2 separate regions of the Danio rerio genome follow, and region 1 is linked to region 2. Evidence: chromatin contacts called from public Micro-C data. All regions are on one chromosome and are shown on one strand. Each heading gives the region's core, a stretch centred on a gene start, on an enhancer-like site or on the middle of the called end of the contact. The rest is flanking DNA. Distances are from core to core; before and after follow the strand shown. Region 1 holds the start of dnajc14 (DnaJ (Hsp40) homolog, subfamily C, member 14). Region 2 holds the start of tp53rk (TP53 regulating kinase).

Region 1 (6,204 bases), core at 950-3,449, 150 kb before region 2:
CAGGAGCGGCCAGGACTAGCGGAATTTCGAATGAATTGCAGTTTTAGTTACTTCTGTATTGGCTTCCTGAGGGAGAGCGGGAGGTTGCCGCTTGGTTTAAACCCCTTATAAAAGTGATGTTTGCCTAACAAGTCCCCTTCAAAACAATGAATTAACACAATTTAACAAAGTATAACTTAATTATAAGCGTGTAAATACTTCAAATCAGGTTCAAACTAAACTGCAGAAATTGAGTTTAAAAAGTCTGACATAAATGACAGAGCATGTGTTACTGCTGTTCAAAACCATAGTGGACCTTATCAAGTGTACTTAATCAAATGCACTGCAATAACACCTAAAGGCTTGAGAATACCCATGATGCACTGTGAGGGTTATAACCAAATAAATTATGTCTTATCAGACTCCAGCATGAACAATACATCCATCCAGCCAGGTTCAACGTGTAATATTGCACAATACCGCACAAGAATAATTTAATTGTTTTATTCAATTGAATAAATAAAGTTTATTGCTTGTAAATAAATCATTTTATACAGTTGAAGACAAAGGGTTTATCCCTCCTGTACATGTTTTACTCTTTTTCAAACATTTTCCAGGTTATTTTTCTGTTCTACATTTCTTCTGGACATTATTTCTTAAAATGAATGTGTTGCTTGCAATTTATTTGTAACATTTTCGCGTGCAAGATATTTCTACAGGTTTTTCAGTGTAGTTGCCACAACATAGAAGTATTTTTCGCAAACTCTAAATAGTGAAATCATATTAGCAGCCAATGACTATCAAAGTACATCATTGTTCACAGTCAAATAAGCAGTGTTAATGTTGTTTTCAAGTCATACTTGCATGCTAATTCCGATCGAATATTCAAAGTAAGATGGTAAACAATATAGAGACTTCTAAATGAACAAATGTCTGAATATAAAACCAACTGTACCTCTACAATATATCGTGATATATTGTATCATGACATGTATCATATCGTGGGCCTGTTTCAGAAAGGAGGTTAAGTGAAAACTCAGAGTATTTTAACCCTGAAATAAGAGAAACTCAGGGTTTTCCGTTTCAAAATGGCAGGTTTGTTAAACTGGAGAAAGCAGGGTGAGTCAAACCTGTTTCTGAACGAGAGGTAACTTTAACTCAGAGTAAGTTACCGTGGCAACTTACTCTGTGAACCTAACCTGGTCAGGAGCAGTTTTTATTCTCTAAACTCAGAGTTTCTGTCAGTCTCCTCCCCTTTTTTAAAGACGAAGTTTCCACCCACCGATTTTAATGCTCATTTTGGAGATGCTCATAAAAGCGATTGATGGAAACCTCATGATGCACATAACTTTGGAAAACACACATAAAAAACACGCACAAAACTAATATAAAACAATATAGAGACTAAATGAAGGAATGTGCGAATATAAAACCCACTTTACCTCTATAACATATCGTGATATATTGTGTCGTGACATGTATCATATCGTGAGGCACTTGCCAATACACAGCCCTAATTCACTGTGAACAATGATGCACTTTGATAGCCATTTGCTGCTAATATGATTTCCCCATTTAGAATTTGCAAATAATACTTTTTTGAAATGATATTATTAAGGAGAATGTCTGAATATCCTACTATAAAAATAACGTAACCTCTATTGTTTTAGCAGCTTTCTTTGACGTTAAGTTAGCTTGTTGTTGACTGACTCAAAATTAAACACACGACTGGTAATGCTAGTAAATTAGCAGAACTTAACGCTTTGAGTCACACAGCTAACACTACATAAACAAAACTCATATCGTAGCATTTAATAACGCTTTTCAAGCAGTTCTCAGATCAGAGCCACGAGGGAAGAATGAATGTAAACATGTAAACATCACATGTAACTTACTGAACTCTCCGTCCTGATAAAGTGCATTAGCATCGACTCTCCAGCTGCTGCCAACAGATGCTTTACAGACACAGCTTGTGTTTCTCCTCAGTGTTTATGTCTTATTGTCTTTATATGTGTTTAATCTCTTCATTTGCGGTGCTGTGTTGCTTTAGCGGATATGCTAACAGAGAAGCTGCAACCGCTAGCGTTGCTGCAGCATTACGGTAAACGAACGGCGTACAGGCGGTACAGCTGATCTCGGGTGTAAAACGAGTTTAAAGCAGCTCAGTCCGTCTTCTCGCCTATCTTTAGCTGCTTTCACTGTCCTTCTCTCTCCATTCCTGTTCACTTCCGGGTACAGCAGCAGCAGCGCGGGAACGTCACTTCCGTTTAAGTCATCTTTTCTGTCATCAAAGAGCTTAGAATGACCTAGAGGCGAGCGCCCAGCAACAGCCCCGGATTCCGCCATTTAGGAGTGAAAGCGATCGGCTGTCCATTGGATCTTGTTGCTGTTGCGATGGCAAGCAGCCGCTTTGTTTTTTATTAATTATGTAAAAAGTGCATCAAGGCTGAGATACAACCTGAAAGATGACAAAACAACACTTGCTATCACAATCATCAGCACTTTTAATAGTTTATTTTACAGACTTATAATATGCTGTTATTCCATTGGAGTTTTCATTCCAAAATGGCCGCCGCGCCATCTAGTGGCTGTTTACCGTATTGCACTAGAGTGTCGCCTCTAGGTGATTCTTTGCTGAAATTCTACATAAACTTCTTCCGTCTTCTGAAGATTTTTCAAGTGTATCTCCTCCTAAGCCTTTCAAGCTACATACTTTAAACTTTCGTCAAACCTTAAAAATGATCTGACTCAGGTTGTTATGTCTTTTCTAACTGATCCGACTTTCGGTTTTCCGAAAAACGACCTAGAAAATTCCCAAAAGTCCCATTGATTTAACATTTGTGAGCTCATATCTCTGCATCAGACTATCCTACAGACTAGAGTCTGGCCTCATTCAACACTGTCTAGCCAGCAGCCAATCACTGATGACATTTACACTTACAAGCCACCCCCTAGCAACCAGTTTCAGCACCCTAGCAACTGTCTCATAGACTGTTACTAGCTATTCTGACACATGCTAATAGTTTTAAAATCTTACTGACACACTAATCGTGCTAGAAACATGCTAGCAACACACTAGTGAAATACTAGTCATGCTAACACATGCTAATTCATGCTAACAACATACTAATTCAAGCTAGAAACAATCTGATTCATGCTAGAATCATGCTAGTAACACGCTAGAATCATGCTAGTAACATGCTAATCCAGGTTAGAATCATGCTAGTAACATGGTAATTCATGTTAGAATCATAATAACAACATGCTAATTCATGTTAGAAACACGCTAGTAACATACTAATCCAGGTTAGAATCATGCTAGTAACATAATTCATGCCGGAATCATTCTAATAACATGCGAATTCATGCTAGAATTATGTCAACAATATGCTAATTCATACTAGAATAATGCTAGTACCATGGTAATTTATACCGGAAACATAGTAACATGCTAATTTATGCAAGAATCATGTTAATTCATGCTAATTCATGCTAGAATCATGCTAAGTTATACTAGCAATGTTAGTAACATGCTAATGCATGCTAGAATCATGTTAGTAACATGCTGAATCATGCTAGAAACATGCAAACAACATGCTAATTTATGCTAGAATCATGCTAACAATGTGCTAAATCATAATAGAATCATGTTAACATTATGCTAATTTGTGTCAGAAGCATGCTAATTCAACGCAGGGTAGTATTATGCTATTACGAACCTCAGACACGGATCAACTTTAAAGCTTTTAAACGGGTTTGCTTTACTCTTTAAAGTGGTTGCATTGTTGACTGCTTTTAGTGGAAGGTAACATTTTGTCCATCATCAGAGGTCTCTGTTAACCCTGAACTGTTATGTGAAAATAATTAATTATTCAATAAATAATCCATAATAATTCACTTAATTGTGATTAAAGATGTCATCTGCTCCTTCCCCTGCAGAAAAACCCAGCTTAAACCAGCCTAGGCTGGTTGTAGCTGATCGACCAGGCTGGTTTTGGAGGGGTTTTGGCCATTTCCAGGCTGGTTTCCAGCCATGTCCAGCCTGGTCTTAGCTTGTCAGGCTGGTAAATGACCAGCTAAATCCAGCTAAAATCAGCTTGACCAGCCTGGTTTAAGCTGGACATGGCTGGTTTTGGCTGGGCTCTCCGCCTGGCTAGGCTGGTCAAGCTGGTTTTAGTTGGTCATCTCCCAGCCTGACCAGTTAAGACCAGGCTGGAAATGGCTGGGAACCAGCCTGGAAATGGCCAAAACCCCTCTTAAACCATCCTGGTCAACCAGCTAAAAATAACCAACCAGCTTAGGCTGGTTTAAGCTGGATTTTTCAGTAGGGTCAGCACTTAGATAATACATTTATAATTGTTTAAAAATTCTGCTTATCAGTGTTAGTGGTTATTGTGGTAAAGTTTATTCAAGCTAATTGTGATGTTATGAAACCATCATTTAATGCAATGTAATGTTTTTATTTTCTTTTTTTGTCACAGCACTGGGTGAATGCCATTGTTCCACATTAAAGTAGAGCAAACATTTATAAATCAGTGTAAAGTGCGTGGTCCTCCAGGTGGCGCTGTTGTTTCAGTGATTTCAGTGAGTGATTATTTTATAATCTTGAAGTAAACAATTAAAAAAGTACAACACAGGAATAGTGAGACAAGGCTATGGAGGTATATCTATCTATCTATCTATCTATCTATCTATCTATCTATCTATCTATCTATCTGTCTGTCTGTCTGTCTGTCTGTCTGTCTGTCTGTCTGTCTGTCTGTCTGTCTGTCTGTCTGTCTGACATTCTCTGGCAGCTTATTTTCTTTCTTTCTGTCTATCTATCTATCTATCTATCTATCTATCTATCTATCTATCTATCTATCTATCTATCTATCTATCTATCTATCTATCTATCTATCTATCTATCTATCTATCTATCTATAAAATTATTTGACATTTCATTTCTTCTTCTTTTTCTTTACATGTGCTCACCAACCAGAGAGAGTGACGTGTGGTGCCGGGGAATCCCGCTGCTCAAGCCGCGTCACAGAGCTCCGATCCCCGCCTACAGACACGGTGATCTCCGGCGCCCATCCACCACACACAACCCATGCGTTCTCTTGCATTAAAACCAGACTCCCATTTTAACTACATAATAGCGCTGTGTACATAATTGATTTCTACCAAACATTATAGGCAAACATGTTAATAAATGGAGCGAATTCCCCGTGCATCCACACCCGAAGAAAAGGGCGCTCCCCCCAGAGCCTAGCCCGGAGAGGAAGGCTCTTATTCGGTCAGATGGCGTGCCGCAGTCCGCCCACGCGTTTCTCGCGCCCACACAGCAGCGAAAGGAGCGTCATTAACTGAGCGCACAGCAGAACAGAGAGACAACAACACAAGAGTTTCAAGAACATTCACATCTGCAGAATAAGGTCTTACAAGCACAGAAAACAACACGAAATAGGGCGTAAAGGTTGAAGTCTAATTACAGAACCAAAAAGTTTGACTCGTTTGAGTGGCAGAAGTTTTCACTGGAGGCTCAAGATTCCGTCTTGAAGACTCTCGAGGTGAGTAGTTCAACTGCATGATTACCTGCATTTTTAGTGTAACTACTACAACTGTATAGGCTATTTATAGCAGCAGAAAAAGCTGAGTAACACCATCTCTGGATATGATGTTTACTAAGTGCAAGTTATAAAGCATTATAATGCTTTACAAATAGTGCATAGTTTGTGTGTGTGTGTGTGTGCTATCAGTTTTTATACACACTTAAATTGCTGGGTTGTTTTAGTTGGGTTAAATATGGAAAAACCCAACCATTGGGTTAAAATTTGTAATTTAAAATTAATTGAATAAACAACCCAGCATTTGTGTGTGTATATGTATATATATATATATCTGAATCAGCAAAAAGCAGTCAGAAAATGTTTATATTATATTTTACATTCATATAAAACCTCAATGAATCAATGAAACTGAGTTTTTCATTTGATTAAGGTTTACTAAATGCCTCAACTGTTAATTATAAAAACTTTATTGATTCATTAAGGTTAAAATGGATGCAAATCATAATGCAAACTACTGTAAGCAATCAGAAAAGCCCTGTGTCCATTGCATTGTTTTTCTGACTGCTTACAGTAGTTTGCATCATGATTTACAGTCATTATATCCTTAATAAATTGATGAAACTGAGTTATTTCAATTGATTAATATTTACTTAAAGTCTCTTAACTGTTTATT
Region 2 (6,593 bases), core at 701-3,200:
ACAACACTGTAACTGTGACATAAAATACAGTTTCATATTAACATTCATTGTGTTTCATTTCTATCCTACAATACTTTTTGTTGTGTCACTATTTAAGTGTGTCCTATTTTGCTCTGACAATAGCTGTTTTCTATAATTCTGTTTACTTTATTATTTGCACAGCAGCACAGTAGTGCTGTGAATAGTGTTAAGCAGGAAAAAAACCCTGTACTGTTTTTATTTATTAAAGATTTTGTTTACAATTTGAAATGTTGTGCAACTTGTCGTTTTAAGCAGGAGAAATCCCTGAACTGCCTTTTATTTATCAGAGATTTTGTGCAGCTGTTCTTTTTTGTGCAGCTGTTTATTTGTAAACAGGGAGGGAAACCCCTGTGTTTGAATTATATTTTGCTCAAAGAATGTTTAATAAAGTTTTAATAAAGGCTTTTACTCTCAAGTGACCATTTATGGGAAAATACCGGATATATCGTATACCGTCGTTCCTCCTAGAAATACTGGGATATGATATTTTGCACATATCACCCAGCCCTACTGTTAGGTTGTAATAACTCTCCCCAAAACCTTTAAAGAGGTAAAGTTGGTGTTATATTCGCACATTCGTTCATTTAGCAGTCCCTATATTGTTTACTATGTAACGTTAAATATTCGATCGGAATTAGCATGCAAGTATGACTAAACAGCACAGGGGCGGACTGGCCATCTGGCAATTCTGGCAAATGCCAGAAGGGCCGGACTAATTTTTAAATGTGGGCCGGTCAGTTTTTTTTTTTTTTTTTTAATATGTATTGTTCTTACATGCAGGCAGCTTTTATGTCTTGCTAGATGTGATATTATAATGATGATAATAAAAATAATAATAATAATAATTATAAATGTTAAGCATTTGGCCCAATTGGTGACGGCCGCCTGATTTCAAGATGGGCCGACCCAATCCGAGGTTACCCGGACGTAATCCAAATCCAGCAAGAATGTCATATTATTTCACCATCTGTACACCAAAATATATAGTAAATGTCTGTGTCCGTGGGTGGGTTGTGTCGATGTGGTAATGTGGCTACAATGCCAGGGCTGAATTTTTGTCCCAGTCCGCCCCTGCAACAGCATTAACACTATTTAATTTACTGTGAACAATGCTGTACTTTGACAGTCATTTGCTGCTAATATGATTTCCCTAATTAGAATTTGCAAATAATACCTTTCTGACATTATATTATTAAAGAGAACGTCTGAATATCCAAATATAAAACCAACTTTACCTCTATTATAAATAACGTGGTTTAAGCGATGGATCTGCGACAGAGAAACTACAGGTTTTGGGAAACTCTCGTCACTACATCTTTCTTTTCCCAAATGATGCATCTTACTATGATAGTTCAGCCGCGAGTTATGTCGTTGTTTGGGAAACGCACCCTAGGTCAGAAAACTCAAAAGTAACGTAACACATTACTTACCGGAAATAGCAAATAAGTAACGCAATTAGTTACTTTTCAGGAGAGCAACTCAATACTGTAATGCATTACTTCCAAAAGTAACTCCCCCTTACCCTGAATGACTTCAAAACAACATTAGCTCCTTTTAACAATGTGAACAATTTAGTACTTTGCTAGTCATTGGCTGCTAATATGATTTCACTATTAAGAGTTTGTGCTTAGAGCAGCACTGACCGGCTCTCCTGCAGCGCAGTATGGAGCGCACCTCCTGTGTTGTTCTGCGGCGCGTCAGTTTCTCATCCACTTCCGGATGGCGGTATAACTTGGGAAATCTCTCCTTAATAATCACAGAGCGCCCCAAAAACGTGCTTCGATAGACCCGAGCCTCAGCGCCCTGTTTAATCATCTGCGCCTCTTTTAAATAGGACGGGACAGCCGCTTTTGCTGAGTCTGTTTGAGCCATGATCCAAAATAAACCCTCTGACAGACTGCCATGTGCCGCGCTCTTCTTCTACTACTACTGTTATGAGATACACGAGCGCACAGCGACATCTGGGGGTGAGTCTGGATGGGATACAGCTGCGGATGCTCTCAGGCATAATGTGGCATAATTTTTGACACTGAGACTGTGTACACCAATAATTCATATACATTACTGTGAGGGTTGAATTTAGACATTAATAAAAATACAATTAATCGGTTATTAAATAAATAATTGTATATTGTATTATTATATTGTAAAGCATTATGTCAGCTGTGATAACAAACAGACATCTTTCTATTCTGTTCTGTTCTATTCTATTCTAATATAACGACACAGTATGCCACCTCGGATAAGTAACAAAACTTCCTTATATTATATTATATATTATATTATATTATTATATCATCTTATTTTTGTTAGTAACAAGAATGTCTATAGTAAAGAAGATCTTATTGAAAATATAAAACTAAACATATTACAGAAACAATGCATTATGCTGACTGTTCTTATTTTTTATTATATTACATTATATTATGATACATTATAACAACTGTGAAAATGATCAGAACATCTTTATTTAGTTATATTTTATTGTATTATATTATATCATCTTATGTTTGTACTGTGAAAATGATCATTTCTTTATTTAGTTTTACTTTATTTTTGGTTATTATATTATATATATTATGTGACATTACATAACATTAATAGGACAATATAATGATAATAATATAATAATAAACAGAACATACATACTTATGAATATTATTATTATTATTATTGCTTGAACTGACAATACAAGAACATCAGAACTAAGTCCAAGGGATCACAGACAGATCATAAAAAACTCACAAATATTCATAGTCATAAGAAAAAATATAAATCACATACAAATAATACCATTAGACAGAAAGGGAAAGAATAGAATTATAGTATTAATAATAATAAAATAATCATACTAAATATTATAAAATAATAATAAAATTTTAAAAAAATAAACAAATGCATAAAATTGCAGTGACACCTAAACAAATCACCGTAAGAAAAGCAACTAAAATCGAGGATCTTCTTTAAATACATCTGCATAATATTTCAGAAAATAATATAAAATAATTAAAAATAAGTGTTTTAGACTAAAGCAAAAAGTATTGGCAGAATTAAATATATGAGAACTATTTACTAATGTCTCTTATATTATTTTATTGCTTTATACGGTTTTATATTACATTACATTTTATTATATTATACTATATTATATTAAGTAGTATTATATTATATAATATTATATTGACGCATTATGCCAGTCATGTTAAGTACAGAACTTCAATGTATTATATTATATTGTATAATATAATATAATATAATATAATATGATATAATATAATATAATATAATATAATATAATATAATATAATAATGACGCGTTATGGCAGATGTGATAAGTGCAGTAGGTCTTTGTCCCAGTAGAGCTCATACTGTAGAGTTCACAGCTCCTGCCACGTCGCTGCTGCAGTTGCACTTCCTCAGATGAACAGGAGAAACTTCCAGCGAACTTTCCAACAACAAAAGACTGATGTAAACCCCGGATACAGAAGCTTTTCTATTATAAACTCTGACTATGTTTTATCTTCAGCGATGTCCAGTTTGATATCGGGATGAAACATCTGCTGATGTGCTGAAATGTGAGTTAGCGGTTGAGCTACTTTTAGTTCTACCTCCGCCTTTCGTCTTTTGTTTTTATCCTCGCTCCTTAACAGACTTGAGATAACTGTCCAGCTACAAATGGACTCTATAAACTCTACAAACAAGATCTCCAGGGTCAGCACTGGAGGTAAAAACACATAAACACGAACTCGGGGATATTTTTAGCTAATGAGAAGCGCTTTCAAGAGCTCCTCATCTGATTGAATCACAGTCGTCATGGCGACAGCCCGACACTGATTACAGACCAGACTGAGCTTCAGTTCGGTTTCATTCACTCTCTGTGTGTTTGTTATGATAATAATAGATGATGTTCGCCGACGAGGCAGACTTGTTTCGTATTTGATGAAGCAGCATCTTTAAATTCTCATCAAAATGGGTAAGTTGGACTTTTGTTTTGTGTTCTCTAGTGTTATTTAACAAAAAGTAAAGCGGTGTAACTTCGCTAACGACTTTTGGTTTCCAGAACGTTATGGGAAAGTTAGTTTTTGGTTCTCTGGACGTTGTTTTTAAAGGGATAGTTCACTCCAAAACAAAAAGTTACTCACTATTTACTCTCTCAAATGGTTAACGAGTTTTATTATTATGTTGAACATAAATGTAGTTATTTTGAAGCTGAAAACCTGCAACCATTGACTTCCATAGTAGGAAAAACAAATACTATGAAAGTCAATGGTTACAGTTTTTTTTTTTCAGTTTTCTGCAAAATATCTTCTTTTGTGTTTAACAGAAGAAACAATTGTCAAAATAAATGTTTTGAAACAAGTAAAAGAGGACAGAATTTACATTTTTGGTTGAACTGTCCCTTTAAGGCTAGTTTTGTTTAATAATTCCATTAATATTTATGTTAGTACATATTTAAAGTAACACTTACATGCATTATATTTCAAATTATATTAAAATGTGAAGTATATTTTTATAGAATTGCTTTCAAAATTATTTATTATTCAGAATTTTCTGTTTATTTTATGTTCATATTTAATAAGTAAATTTTTATTTTTTAAATATCTCTAAATATTACAGTATTTTAATATTGTTTCATATTTCAATACATTTAAATATTAATTTAATTGAAATAAAAAATAATTTAAAAATAATTTATTTTAATATTTGAACTGTTTTTTATACTACATTTTTAAAGAACATTTTAAATGTTTTTATTTAGTATTTAATACATTTATTTAATTAGATCTAATGAACTTTCAGGAAGGCTAGTTTTTGGTTTGTCATGATAGTTCTTTACGGAAATTGAACGTTAGTATTTGGTTATTCTAACATTAGTTTTGGTTCTTTAAAAAACAATTTATCAAGTTGGAATCAAAGAAACGTTACGTAGGAATGTTACCTGTTTGCTGGTAATATAATTGATTAGGTTATCTTTAGACTAGAGCAAACAAATATGACATTTTTGATCAGTTATCTACTTTTTAACCTGTTATACTTTATTTATGCACACAATCGATTAGTGTAAGGATAACATAAAGGAATTAAGTTACTTTTTAGTTTTTGTCAAATTTAAAAAATTTTGCCTTTTCTTTTTGGAAGAAATTCCCTGGATACAAGCTGATTTTTCTTAAAGTATGTTTATAATATAGATTTCTTTTCTAAATTATATTTTATTTAGAATAGTTTCATAATTTTTTGTTTTATTTATAATTTTAAAGCTTTTGAAATTCTTTTTTTTCCCCAAATATCTCTAAATATATTTTAGTAATTTAATCATTTCAAAAATATTTAATTACATTTAAATATTAATTAAATAAAAATATTATTTTTTATTCAATATTTTAACTGTTTTAATGGTACATTTTAAAGTACAATTTTAATTAATGTATTTATTATTTAATGCATTTATTTATTTATTTAGGCCGTACTCACACTAGGTACAGTTGCCTCGAACCGGGCCAAAGCACGCTTGTCCCCCCTCCCGTCTCCCCCGACGGCCCGCGCTCACACCATATCGGGCCTCGGCACGCTTACGTCATCGCTGCTGCGCTGTTCAGAAGCGCTCTCTATGGCAAGCCTTTTTAGCATTTAAATCTTTGTTCTGACACCATAAATATATTTAGAGATATCTCTAATTATATTTTGACTAGTCATAATATAATTCCACTACTCAAAATGACAATTAGAGATATCTGCAATTACAATTGTACTAGTACAAAATCAGATTGGAGATATCTGCAAATATATTATGACTAGTCATATTCCTCCATTGACTTCCATTGAAAAATATTTGCAGATATCTCTAAATGAGTTTTGACTAGTCACAATTGTAATTAGAGATATCTCTGAGTTTTTACTAGTCATAATACATTTGGAGATGTCTTTAATTCATCATATTTAGAGATATTTACAAATATATTTGAAGATATCTCTAATTAATTTACTAATAGTCGAATTACAGTTGTAGATATCTTGAATTGGATTTTTGACGAGTCAAAACTCATTTAGAGATATCTGCAAATATTTTTCAATGGAAGTCAATGGAGGAATATGACTAGTCATAATATATTTGCAGATATCTCCAATCTGATTTCGTACTAGTACAATTGTATTTGCAGATATCTCTAATTGTCATTCTGACTAGTCGAATTATAATTATGACTAGTCAAAATATAATTAGAGATATCTAAATATATTTATGGATAGTCAGAACAAAGATTTAAATGCTAAAACGGCTTGCCATACGCTCTCGCTCAGTAGCACAGTGGAGATTTCTCTAGTTATATCGTTTCAGTCGTTTGATATGCCGTCAAATATTTCGCCAAACAGTCCTTAGGGATGCGGGGACACGCAGTCAGATATTTCGCCGAACAGATCCGCCACTTTTGGCGCTCATAAACAATCATAAAGCCCTCGTGCTGCAGGAATGAGGAGGTCTGCTGAAGGCGCGTAGCTGGAGTGCTTTGAGGAGTTCTTGTCTTTAATAAACTACGGCAGTTTGCGTTCACTGAACAGTAAGAATGATTAATAAA

Evidence for each region. A called contact is a pair of places that touch in the nucleus more often than the background predicts.
Region 1: a Micro-C map of caudal fin shows a contact between it and region 2, with 2.9 times the contacts expected there. The contact joins the promoter of dnajc14 here to the promoter of tp53rk in region 2. A contact is called at or near these places in 2 of 18 Hi-C or Micro-C datasets (caudal fin and hematopoietic stem cells).

What each region holds. Positions count from the first base shown.
Region 1 is chr11:2,640,323-2,646,526 of GRCz12tu, reverse strand. It overlaps dnajc14 (DnaJ (Hsp40) homolog, subfamily C, member 14), which reads right to left and starts at 2,199. Exons shown (of 9, transcript XM_073916240.1): 1 at 1,875-2,199. It overlaps nab2 (NGFI-A binding protein 2 (EGR1 binding protein 2)), which reads left to right and starts at 5,024. Exons shown (of 7, transcript NM_001114482.1): 1 at 5,024-5,531.
Region 2 is chr11:2,491,166-2,497,758 of GRCz12tu, reverse strand. tp53rk (TP53 regulating kinase) reads right to left here and starts at 1,950. Exons shown (of 2, transcript NM_001020550.2): 1 at 1,665-1,950. The coding sequence starts at 1,893. slc2a10 (solute carrier family 2 member 10) reads left to right here and starts at 3,915. Exons shown (of 5, transcript NM_001111163.1): 1 at 3,915-3,994. The coding sequence starts at 3,991.